Linked DNA regions of Gossypium hirsutum: region 1 is linked to region 2. Evidence: chromatin contacts called from public Hi-C data. All regions are on one chromosome and are shown on one strand. The core of a region is the stretch at or near the end of the contact, and the rest is flanking DNA. Distances in the headings are between cores, read along the strand shown. Region 1 holds the start of LOC107952252 (protein TRANSPORT INHIBITOR RESPONSE 1-like). Region 2 has its middle 34 kb from the start of LOC107891679.

Region 1 (5,980 bases), core at 3,209-5,708, 260 kb before region 2:
TTATTACAATCTTCCACAGTAAAGCAAACACGTGGTAATTGTTTATTTAAGGAGGTTGAATTGCATCGACTATGGTGGTTTCTGATACAGTAGTAGACGACATTAAAGAACCTTTCTATCTGTTTTTTTTATTTTTAATGTTAAAATATAAGTGAGGGAGGAGGGAACACCTTTTACTGAAGTGAACCCATCATAAGTAATTGATGTCCTGTCGTGGAGACAGTGTCAGCATCAAAGAATTTGACCCTCTCATCTCATATCATCATGAGCCCTGTTAAACAGTTACAATAATAGTAATAATCAGAGGGATGAAATCAGTATTCCGCCACCCACAATCATAAGTAGCACACAATATGAACTAACCACGAATTATTACTATTCTATTTCCACCTTAATTACACCAAAACGTGTGGCCAATGACCATCATCATCACTCAATTCATTTCTTAAATATTTTATCCTTTGGTTTTCTTTGAAAAGTCATAGAGGTAAACTAAGCATAAAAAAGAAGGCAGGTGCGGAGTGTAGAAAAAAAGAGAGCGTGAATAGAAGCAAAAGTTGTGGACGTTAACCAATGTCACAGAATCTATCACGTGGCGCAACAGTCGAGGCCAAGGAGGAGGCTCATATATTTGAAGATAAGGGATTGGCAATGATAATAATAAATTATAATAATACGGTGAAAGTTACCAGGCATACATCATCTCAGTACGGGACCACCCTCTGCTGCCACACCTTTTCTTTTTCTTTTACTGATTCCACTGCCTCAGTAATATTCGAATTTTAGAGGGGTAAAAAAATATATCATAAATATCTACTGTTGGATTGCTTTCATTATCGTAATGCATCTCTCTTTCAAAAAGTCTTTCTGCTTCTTCTTGTAATGCAAAAGCCTGTTTGGGAACACTAAGAAAATGGGAGGGGCTCATCTTTTAGCAGAGAAAGGCAGCCTTCCTCCTTTTTTTTTTGGAAAGACTCATTCAAGCTTTGACAATACCTTCGCATGCATTGTTTGGTCCAATTCTTGTCTCTACAACTGCATGGAGGTGTAATAAGAGCAACTCAAGCTCCCAACATACTGATGTCAATGATCAAAATATCATACATAGAGGATGAGGGCTGAATACTCTCAACTTTTATTACTCCACTAAGTCTAACAATGACAACATTAAGTCCACTAGATGATTACTACCCCCAAAATAAAAGGCGACAGAAATCCATAAACATCCAAAATTCTATAAATTGTATTAGATGGTAACAATGGGGAAACAAATAAAACCTTTGATTGATTACACAACAACCGGAGTTTCCATCTTTTTATTAATTTTTTACGTGGTGTACCCGATAGCTCAGGCAAGGGCGACACGTATGGCAATCTAGCTCTCAAAGCCTTGAACAGCCTCCATATTATGTTCCCACTCCAATCATGTCTGCGCCATTATATTAGGCTGCATAAAACTGAACCGGGAACAATGAGTAACGCAATGAACATGTACCTGAGACATTCATTCTTGAGATCAATCGAGCTGAATCCAAGGAAATTTCTCATGAAAGCCTCAATCCAGAATCTTCATCCATTGTCCAAACAAAAGGAGGCATGTCGAACCTTGGCCCTGCAATGGACCTATATATGTAGAGCTTATCAACTGGGCAGTTCTCTGGTCTTGAATCAGGAGGTCCCCTCTCATCTATAACTTCAACATTCAACCTTGGCATCTTCTGACCTAGCAGCTTACATGCTGCGAAGCTCACAGCGCAAGAAGACATCCAAAGGGATCGCATTGTCTCCAGCTTTGCAGCATTGGCCAAAAGAGCCTTGTCACCAAAGGGGCAATCTCTGATCTCCAGTTTCCGAAGGCTTTCACACCCGGAAAGCACATGATGTAGTCCCAAATCACTATCTCCTGCAAAAGCCACAGACAGCATCTCAAGTTTCTTCGCGTATGTCCCAATATATTCGAATACACGATCTGTAAGAAGACCAGAGAGGGAAAGACGCCTGAGATCCTTGCAGTACTGAACAATGGCTCCAAAACCAACATCAAGTGGCTCGAGAGTCAGGTAATCAGCTGTTTTAGGCTCAATTATACAAAGGCGAAACCTTGTGAAGTTTGGACGGCTACGAGCAATGGTAACTAATGCCTCATTAGACATTCGGCGGCAGAAGTACAATACTGATTGTAGCTTGGGACAACCCAAAGATACGGCAACAAGGCCCTGTTCTGTCAAGGACACATTTGGCTCTGCACCAAATGGATCAGATGGAAACACGCGTAATTCTTGCAAGTCCTTGCAACTAGATGCAAGCACCTCAAGCCCACTATCTTCAATGTAATCAAGTACCTGTGAACATAACCTACGTTAAGAATGAAAAACCAGATGCAAATACATAAACCAGCATTACCATAATAAGCTTACCAATAGGCGCTGCAAATTCGGACAGTGGCTTACAAGCTTGATAAGATCAGGACTTTGTATAGTAGCATAGCTCAGGTTCAGTGATGTTAATTTAGAGCAGACAGGGTAAATGGCAGGAAGGTAATCCGGGATCACATCCCAAAATCCAGACAAGCTCTTTAGTTCCTTGCAACTAGAAAGCACCCCGGCCAAATCTGAGTAGACATCTGGCCGTACATCAGCCGTGTAGGTACCAGTACCGAATTCAACCAGCTGCGGTGCATGACGTAAAATGTTGGCAATCTTATCCAGGGGCACCGCACGGTTGAGCCGAAGAGTCTTGAGGTTAGTACATCTATGCACCAGACGTTCCAACGCTGAAAAACTAGCTTCATCAGACCCTAAGCAAGAAATGTTAAGGGACACCAGTGATGTGTATGTTTCGGGAAAATGACTGAGCCAATGCGCACTCAAATCATCCACTTCACAGTCTCGCAAGTCCAGCTCTTTCAGATTCCTACATCAGCAAGCAGATTGATTTAGAGAAAATAAAAATGAAAGCTCAAATCAATTCTACCTGAGTTGAATCCAAGAACACCAATGTTGAACAAAATTAAAAGTTCATCACTGTCATTATCATTGAAAACGACTTGATTACAAGGCTAAAGTTACCTTTTTTATATACAATTGAACTTGCATCAAAAGAAAATTGAAGTAACATAAATCTTCACAGCTCTCTAATAAACCAAAAACAACCAAATAATTGTAGGATGATAAGAAAAAAAATAAACCATCAGAATCTTCAGTAATAGCTATGGAAAAATTATTCCCTCAATCCCCAACTCAGCAAAAAGTTTACCCAAAGACAAATATTATTGGTTTTATATAAACAACAAATCACGAGAAAAGGAATATAATTAAAGAGCATAAACAAGTCCACATTTCACATGAAGAAACCATCCAAAATAATGAAAACAATACTCAAAAACGAATCTGCTGATATCAAACAAAACAAGGTATCGAAGAGGTAAAAAAGAACATGTGATTTTCATTAGATATTCTTAAAAAGAACCCCCACTTGACCTCAGATCTGAGAAAAGCAAAAGCTGAAATAACTAAGACAACTAGAACACGAGACCAAACTCCTAAAAGTTCTTCACATCTTTGTTTTAAAAAAAAATAGTTCATGGGAATGAATAAAAACTAATTCAAGAAAAATGTAGCTAAAACCAAAAACAAATTGGGGAAAAGCTCTACTTTAACTCCCACAAAGATGAAAACTTCAACTCCTTTTCTCAGCTAAAAATGAAAACAAAAAAAAAATCCCGAAAAAGGAGAAAAGAATAAAGTTTCATCAAACTCACTTGCAGCTAGCAGCAATGGCAGCGAGACCATCAGTTGAAAACCCTTCACAAGAAGAAAGCACCAATACTTTGAAGTTCTTAAACGACTTAGCAATAAGCTCCAAGCTTTCGTCGGTAACGACCATCCTTTTAAGTCGAATCTCTTCGAGCCAAGGATAAGCTCCAGCCATCTCCGCGATCCAAGGAAACACGTAACCTCCCCATCCGTCCGGCACCAGATTGAAATCCGCAAAGTGCGGTTTCCCTTTCAACTCAATGGATCTAAACTCGGGGAAACGTCTGATCACCATCCTTGGGCTCACAGCGTAACAGTTCCCCACAAACACTTTCCTCCGACACCAACGCTCGATCTCGTACCACGATTTACACACCATCGACACCGCGTTCCGGTCTTTATCTGATTGTATGAACGAGAACACATGCTCTAGCACCTCGTCTGGGAACGAAAACGCCATTTTCTTATGCATTAATTAAACCTCGAATAAAAGGAAAAAAAAAACCACACACACAAAAAAAAATGAATGAAGGCTTTTGATAGGAAAGGATGAATTTTTTTATCTCGATTTTGGTCTTGGGTTTGGGTAGGATTTGCGTTTACTTAAGGTTTAGAGTTTGTTTTTTGAGATCTGAAACGCCATTAACGAAGCTTATAGGGGGAGCAGAGGCTGGGAGGAAGCTATTGAGAGAGAGAAAGAAAGTGAAGTCAAAGACAGACACAATGGACGAGAGAGGATAAGGATTTTTATTTTTGTGTTCGTAAGAATGGTTAGATTTTAACCATGGTTAAATTAGTCATGGGAAATAAAGGACAAGCGAGAGAATTTCAATTTTTTTTTTGTGGGTCTGCTTAGATACTGATGGGCGATTAGGAAAGTAACACGTAGTGATGGAGAGATGTGGGCCGTAGGATAGACGATGAGAGAGGTTCTTATCCGTCGACGACTAAGGGGAGCCGCATAAAACGGGTATATGGAAGAGATGTGGGGCAGTGGCACAGCAGTAGCAACGAGTTGGATATTTATAACTTTTTTCATATAATTTATAAATTTAATTTCATTTATCATTTGTATTACCTTTTGATTATACCTAAATTTTAAAAGTATATTTTTTTATTAAGTAGATTTACCATTTGTATTACATTTAAGTAGAAAATAAATATGAACAAGAACAATGCGAATTTAAGTAACAAATATACAAGTTCAAATTTGTTATGAATATTAAATTTAATTATTATTATTATCTATATTACCTAAATTCGTATAAAAACAAATAGGATGTCCACGTATAACCATCCTACATCAAGCACATGTTTAGCGAGATTTTGAATAAATATCGGAAGGAAAAAAGGAACGAGATATTGGAGGGGCTGATAAAGTGTGATGATGTGTAGGGAGAGAATGGTGGTGCAAGGAATCTCATGATTCACGTAGCAGGGCTGGATCTGAGGGGTCGGATATTGCGGGGACCGCAAGAAAGGGGTTAAAAATAAATAATGAGGAATGATCTGATGTGAAATCTTGTTGTCATGACATCACGGCAGTCCAATCATATACAATTGTTTGCATTCAAAATCATGCTATCATTGTCCCCGCGTACAACCCGCCCTATTTATTCATCTCCAACGGCCTTGATTCATTTCATCATTATTGATCAAGTATAAATAAAAATTATTTTCTTTTTATAATTTAGATTTCACATGTCTATAAAAGGGATGAGTCATGGAAAAACGAATGGAGTACGAACGGGTGCACCATGCACCTTGATCAAGACCGTCTGATCAGGTTAACCTTTTCACAGTGTACGGTCGAAATACACAGAACCCGGAAAAAAAAAAGCTTTCCAAGTAGTAATTAATAAATATTAATTTTTACTGCAAAGGGTAAAAAATAAAAAGAAAAGGTTAAAGAGTCCCCACAATTACAACCGGCTGCACGTACATGTCTTCAGAGAAAATAATTGACTCTTTAACTGGTTTTGTAAAATAACGAAAATACTCCTCATCTTACCAAACTATTCGCCCTCCCACTTCAATTGAACAAAAGGGTAGTTTTGTCAGTTGGCGAAAAGGACATGGATTTTGGGGTTGCACTGTCTTGGCATGGAGTCCCTTGAGCTGTCCCTTTTATGTAGAAAAAGCTGAGAGGTTAAAACTCAACGGCCCAGATCTAAAGTTGCTAAAAAGAAGAGATTTGAACCGTCGGATGGCTTCTTCAGATAAGC
Region 2 (6,755 bases), core at 3,555-6,054:
GGGCACCATTTGCACCTTGGTGCTTGGATGTGCGGGAGCCTCGGACACCATCGGCAACCTAGGACCTTGGTCGTGCGGGAGCCTCGGGCACCATCGGCACCTTGGTGCCTTGGATGTGCGGGAGCCTCGAGCAGCATTGGTACCTTGGTGCTTGTATGTGCGGGAGCCTTGGACACCATCGGCAACCTAGGACATTGGATGCGCGGGTGCCTAGAATAGCAGGGGTACCCTGGTGCCTCGGATGTATGGGCTAAAGAAAAGTGTCCCCGTTTCAGACATACGAATGTTGCCTGATAGCGTGTGTCTGCCTATTATTCTTTTGAATTTTATAGCAGTTTAGGGGTTTTTGGGGTGCCCCAGTTGGCGGTAGGGTGGGGTTTGAAGTGGTGGTTGCGGCCTGCGGGTGATTGGTTGTTTTCATAGGTGTTGCATGTTCTGACCCTACTTTGACTGGCCGAGTTATCGTGATTTTCAAGCTTGTAAGATTTTTGCTGGGATTGTGAAAGGGTTCCGTGTTTCTTTTCGGGGTTAGCGGCGGTAGGATTACTGAGGAGTACGGGCAATACACTCGGGGTTCGTCACGCTCTCTTTCTAGCATAGTCAGACCCTGTTTGATAAACGCTTGGATAAGAAGTTCTTGCAGTGCTTTCGAGTGATCTTCACGGTGATTCTTGTCCTTTTTTGTTTTTTTTTCTTTCGATTCTTGGTGTTCTTTGGGTGCGTTTTCATTTTTTCGGGTGTTCTGCTTGTTGTTTCGGGATAAGTCGCTGATAGCTTTGTGGCGGGTCCCACGGTGGACTAGAAAAGCGGCGGTGAAGTTGGCTTCTCTACGTTCTTTTTAGTCGTTTCTGCATGGATTAAGGGTTTCGTTTTACACCCTTACGTTTGTGTTTGATTGGCTTGCATGTACGGTTTTGACGAGATCGTTTATTGGGCTTGCCGAGGTTTTGTCATTTTCTTGTGGTCTTTTTTATTGTTCTTTTTCTTTCGTAAGGGTGCATGGGGTTTGTACGTATCATGCATGGTTTTTTGAATCTTTTTCATGATCGCCATTAATGGTTCGGATTCTTTTTGCATAGATAACATTAATGGTAGAGTCTTCTTTTGACTTGTTTCAAGATATTCTCATTGTAGGGTTAATCTTGCTGTAACAGGAATTTTGTTTACAATATTCTTTTTTTATATTGTTACTCGGTTGTCTTAGTTTTCTTCAGATTTTGTGTAAGTTGTTTTTAATCTCTTGGGTATCTCTTGACTGTAGTTTCCTGCTTCGGGTTTCAATTTCTTGCATGTTTCTCTCTGTCTTGAAGCATGAGGGTGGGTGTTTATCGAAAGGTGTCTCTGTAGGGTTTTGAGGTTCTCTTTTCGATCTTGTGTTGGATTGGTACAGCGCTTCGCTTTCTTTTGTTTGGTGTCTTTATTTTGCAGACCCTGTTGGCTGGTTTGATTTCTGTCCGGTGGAGTGCTTCGTTCTCCTTTTCTCTTGTCTCGGTTCTTGATTCGGTTGTGGCTTGGTCTGGGGTTTCTTCATGCCATGAAGTTTTTTTGTTAGAATTGTCGAGGTTTGGGGAATACCGCGACTGTCAGGGAGCTAAAGCAATTGCTGGCTGCTTATAAACCTGATATTGTTTTCCTGAGCGAAGCAAAGATGAGTGCAAATGAGTTCAGTCGGGTTCAAAATAGATGCAGGATGCAGAGTGGTTTAGCCGTGAACTCGGAAGGACGTAGCGGCGGTCTTGCGTTAATGTGGGAGGAAGGAATAGATGTTACCATTCAAAGTTTCTCTAAGCATCACATTGATTCCCTGGTTCGGTTGAAAAATCATAATAACATCCGTGTAACTGGATTTTACGGGCATGCGAATCCAAATTTAAGAAGCAATTCTTGGGAAATGTTGGAAAAGGTAGGTGGTTTGGTGAGGGAGGATTGGGTGGTTGGGGGGGCTTTAATGCTATCCTGAATGAAGCTGAAAAAGATGGAGGGAGAAGGAAGGTGAGGGCACATATGGATGAATTTAAAGATGTCCTAGACAATTTAGCTCTTGTGGATATTAAACCTGTTAGAGGGTGGTTTACTTGGGTCAACAACAGAAGCGGGGGGAACATGATAAAAGAAAGGTTAGATAGGTTTGTTACCTCGGTATCTATGATTGAGAAATATCCCTTTATGACCTCTAAGGTGGTGCGGCAAACACAGTCTGATCATGATGCGATCATATGGGACATGTGGGGCAGTAAGCCTAAGGAGTACCCTAGAGGCCAAAGATTATGCTTCAGATTTGAAGAATGTTGGGCTACGGATAGTAAGGCAAAAAGTGTTATTAGCAGTGAGTGGAACCGAGAAGCTACAAATTATGTTAACAAGTTAGAGAAGATTCGGGGAGTCCTGGGCCCGTGGCAGAGGGATAGATATGGGAAAAAATGAAAAATGATATGCGGAAGTTGGAAAATAAAATTGACCGGGCCATCGATTCTGAAACAAGGGACGATAGTGTGATCATTTTAAGGGAGATGAGGAGCAGACTTAGCCAACTTTATGCCAGGGAAGAAAAATACTGGGGCTCAAAGGTCAAGGTCTCAATGGTTAAGAGATGGGGATAGGAATACGAGATATTTTCATGCTAGAGCTATGGGTCGATTAAAGAAAAATACCATTGAGAAGCTTAAGAATGAGGATGGGAAGTGGGTAACTGATAGTATAGATATCAGCAATGTGGCTAAAAATTACTTTTGGAGACTCTTTCGTCAAATGGTCAGAACGTTGAAAACCATGATATGGAGTACATTCAGGAATGTGTTACTACAGAGATGAATGAGTGGCTTACGATGGACTACACGGAAAATGAAGTTCTCCAAGCTATTAAACAAATGAACCCTCACAAAGCTCCGGGGGTTATGGTCTATTGGGAAGTTTTTTCAAAAATCATTGGGAGATTGTTGGAAATGAAACTGTTCAATTCTATCTGGACATTCTTAAGGGAAAAAATGACATCGCTGATATTAATGAGACAATGATTATATTAATTCCAAAAATTCGTGATCCATGTGAAATTACTAACTATCGTCCCATTAGTTTATGTAGATTTATTTACAAGATTGTTTCAAAGGTCTTGGCTAATCGGCTTAAAGTTGCCCTCCCAGGATGTATCAGTCAGAATCAAAGCGCTTTCGTACCAGGAAGGATGATACATGATAATATCTTAATCGCACATGAACTCCTACATTACCTTCCGAGCTCCAAAAATGGTCCAAACAAAGGGATAGCAATCAAGATTGATATGAGTAAAGCACATGATTGAGTGGAGTGAGATTTTATCGAGAAGGTAATGAAGAAAATGGGGTTTGCTGAGCAGTGGATAGACAAAATTATGTGTTGCGTTCGGTCGGTAAGATATTTTGTTAAGTGTAATAATTTGTTATCGGACATTATTATTCCCGAGAGGGGTCTCTGTCAAGGGGATCCTTTATCCCCTTATCTGTTTCTTTTCTGTATGGAAGCCTTGTCAAGGATGATGATTCAGGCTCAGAATAAAAAATCATTACAAGGAATTAGGGCTAGTATTAAAGGACCTAGAGTTAACCACTTATTTTTTGCTGACGATGCTCTACTGTTTGTTAAAAATAAGCAAAGTGATATTACCTGTCTTAGCCATATACTGAAGGTTTTTGCTAATGTTTCAGGACAAGAAATTAATTATGAAAAATCTATGGTTCTTTTTAGTCCTAATACTCCAAGGGAACAGAGACACAATTTCGGTGAAATTCTTGGCATGAAGGTGGTTGAGAAGCTGGATAACTATCTCGGCCTTCCACTTCCTATAGGAAAAAAGAAAAGAGTGGCTTTCCAGGAGATAATTAACAAGCTGTCATGCAGATTAAACAGCTAGACCAAAAGACTCATTTCATTTGGCGGTAAGGAAGTCTTCATAAAAGCAGTTCTTCAGTCCATACCAACATATGCTTTGTCGATCTTTAAGGCTCCTAGAGGTGTGCTGGATGACATACAATCCAAGCTGATCAGAGCATGGTAGACGGGCAAAGATAAAGGCAGATTTTGGACGATGCTTCCGTGGAAAACATTGTGTCACCCGAAAGGAATGGGTGGAATTGGCATAACGGACATCAGACTGTTTAACTTGGCTCTACTGGGGAGGCAAGTCTGGAGCCTTATTAATAACAAAGACACACTTTGCTATAAAGTGTTGTCGTCTAAGTATTTCCCTGATGGCAATATATTCAACTCCAAGAAGGTTGATAAAGCGTCTTTTAAGTGGACTAGCATTGCAGCTGCAGCAAATACCCTCAAAAATGGATTCGGGTGGCAGGTAGGAAATGGAAATAAGATAAACATAAGGGCTGATAACTGGGGGATGGAAGGATTAAACGGTGGAGCTCTTAATATGGATTTGCTTGACCTGAATGATAGAAGAGTGTCAGACCTATGGAATAAGGATCAGAGAAGCTGGAATAGGGATAAAATCTTTAAGTTGTACGGGCAGGATTGGGGGGATAAAATTTGCAACCTCCCAATTGGGAGAATAGACCATGACGATAGAATAATATGGTTCCATAATCTGCATAGATGCTATACCTCAAAGTCTACTTATTCTTGGCTGCTGTTAAAAAAGATGGGATATGGCCCACATAGGTTTTTTTGGAAAGCACTATGGAAGCTTGATATTTTACCGAAGATACGGGTTTTTACTTGGCGTGTGGGACACGAAATTCTCCCAACTAACAGTAAAATAGCTTCCATCAGACAGGGCTTTGACAAGGGATGTCTGAGATGTGGAGCCAAGACAGAAACGGTGTTACATGCTTTAAAAGACTGCCCAACGTCGAGTGCAGTTCTCTCGACAGGGGGATGGTCCAGGAGCTTTATCACAAAGAAATATGACCATTGCATTGATTGGTTGGAAGACATGATGCGTGTCCTTGACAAGAGGGCTATGGCTGACTTAATGACAACATTATGGAACTGCTGGAATAATAGAAATAATTACGTTTTTAGGGGAAAAGAAGAGGAGGCTCAAGTAATATGGGAAAGAGCAAGCAATCTGAATAAGGAATTTCTAATTTGTAACATGGTGAATGCTCCTTTAATTTCACACACTGGCCTGGAGAAACAGTGGGTTAAACCTCCAAAGGGCTTCATTAAAATAAATTTTGATGCTACAGTGGGCGAAAATAGAATCGGGTATGGGACGATCATAAGAGATGAAGAGGGCTTTGTTTTAGGAGGCGGTGGAGGGTTTAAAGAGGGAAGGTTGTCGGTGGAAAAGGCTGAATGTGTGGCCTTCGAAGAAAGTATTAAAGTGGCGCGTAAATTAAAAATAAATGGCCATGTTCTTTTTGAGACGGACCATGTTGGAATGGTCAACAGGCTAAGTAATATAGCCAATGACGTCACAAATATAGGCACCCGTATTAAAGATTGTATAGCAGATTTTAATTTCTTTCTTTCAGCCGAGTTAATTTGGACCGTTCGGTCTTGCAATAATGTTGCCCATTTACTTTGTAAAAAAATGTATAGTGAAGGTAACAACTGTTTTTTTTATATGGATTATCCGTCGGATATCCATGAAGCTGTAATTGGTGATGTTATGTAATAATATGAGTTGACCCTTGTGGTCTTTTATGTTCAAAAAAAAGAATGTTGCCTAGTAGCAAATTGACAAAGTTTTTTTAGCTCTTTAAGGGGTAGAGATCCATTGCCCCCCGACGTGGCCCCCCTCGAACCTGAGGTGGGGTGTGTCCGCAGCCCCCACGGGGGTCGGATAGTCCCGCAATGACTCACCAACGGTGGTGGGTCGATCGCCGGCGCTAGTGGCCGGGGTGATGATTTTTCGGCCGGTCAAGCCCGTGCCCATAGAAATGTAGCCAACGACTCCAAGACCAGGTTCCCTATATCGGGCAAAGATCTCTTGGGGTGGCTTATGCATTGCTATGGGCTCGAGCTCGGCTTACCCATTTTCCCCCGTCATGTTAGGGATGCCTTGTGCCTCCCAAGTCGGCGACCCATCTGCGCCTTGGCCTTGCCAAGGCCTTGCCTGCATTCGAAGCTGCCCGTGACCCCAGTACCAAGTCCCTTTGACGGCAACGGCTCACTAGGGGGCGGAAGTTGAGTTTGTAGGCTCGGTCTTGGCTCGACCAAGTCCCAATAGGATTTTGTCCCTTGTAGTTCTCGTGCCAACCGTATGTGGTGTGCCCTCGTTTCATTGTTCCTTCCGCTCCCCTCCCAATACATTGGTTGGATGGGTTGTTGGCCGGTGTGCGTAGGTGCTACTACTAGTACGCAATGGGCATATGAGTGGTGTTTTGGTTGTGTGTATTGGCAGGCTCCATGCTACCCGCATCGAACTGTCGAGCCACACTCCTCTTCATTGACTCCCCTTGTTCTAATTGAACCCAAGGAGTGCGATCGGGATCCTGTGTTGCGTACCTAAGCCAGATGGAATTATGGATGTGTTGCCGTCCCTTCACCATCTCGTGCCCTTTGGGGTGCGTGGTGGACCACAATCGTGCCCCGTGTCATGAGTGTGCCCCCTTAAATTGTTGTGGCCTCGTCGGTGCACTGGTGCTCGTTCGTGCTTTCGGATGCGGAAAATATTTTTGAGAGTAGGGTTTAGGCCATTGTCTCTCGATGCCTCTGCATTTTTTCACTTGACACGGACGATGCTCGTGCTCTGTTATGGCCTCTTCGTTGCTCACGCGGCATGTTGAGAGCCATTCAGTGTCGACGTCGCGGAGGAATGC

The links. Hi-C and Micro-C count contacts between places; a contact is called where the count stands out from the background.
Region 1: a Hi-C map of leaf shows a contact between it and region 2, with 2.0 times the contacts expected there. The contact joins the promoter of LOC107952252 here to the enhancer-like site in region 2. A contact is called at or near these places in 4 of 34 Hi-C or Micro-C datasets (callus, leaf and seedling).

What each region holds. Positions count from the first base shown.
Region 1 is chrA08:15,015,487-15,021,466 of Gossypium_hirsutum_v2.1, reverse strand. It overlaps LOC107952252 (protein TRANSPORT INHIBITOR RESPONSE 1-like), which reads right to left and starts at 4,458. Exons shown (of 3, transcript NM_001327598.2): 1 at 3,761-4,458; 2 at 2,418-2,913; 3 at 1,113-2,342. The coding sequence starts at 4,227. The coding sequence ends at 1,545.
Region 2 is chrA08:14,756,745-14,763,499 of Gossypium_hirsutum_v2.1, reverse strand. No RefSeq gene overlaps it. Among protein-coding and RNA genes, the nearest start is that of LOC107891679, 34 kb to the left of the region's middle. Within about 2 kb of position 4,804, at least 4 of the 9 cell types and tissues checked have an H3K27ac peak or open chromatin away from gene starts, as enhancers often do. A contact at or near this core is called in leaf, where this site is marked.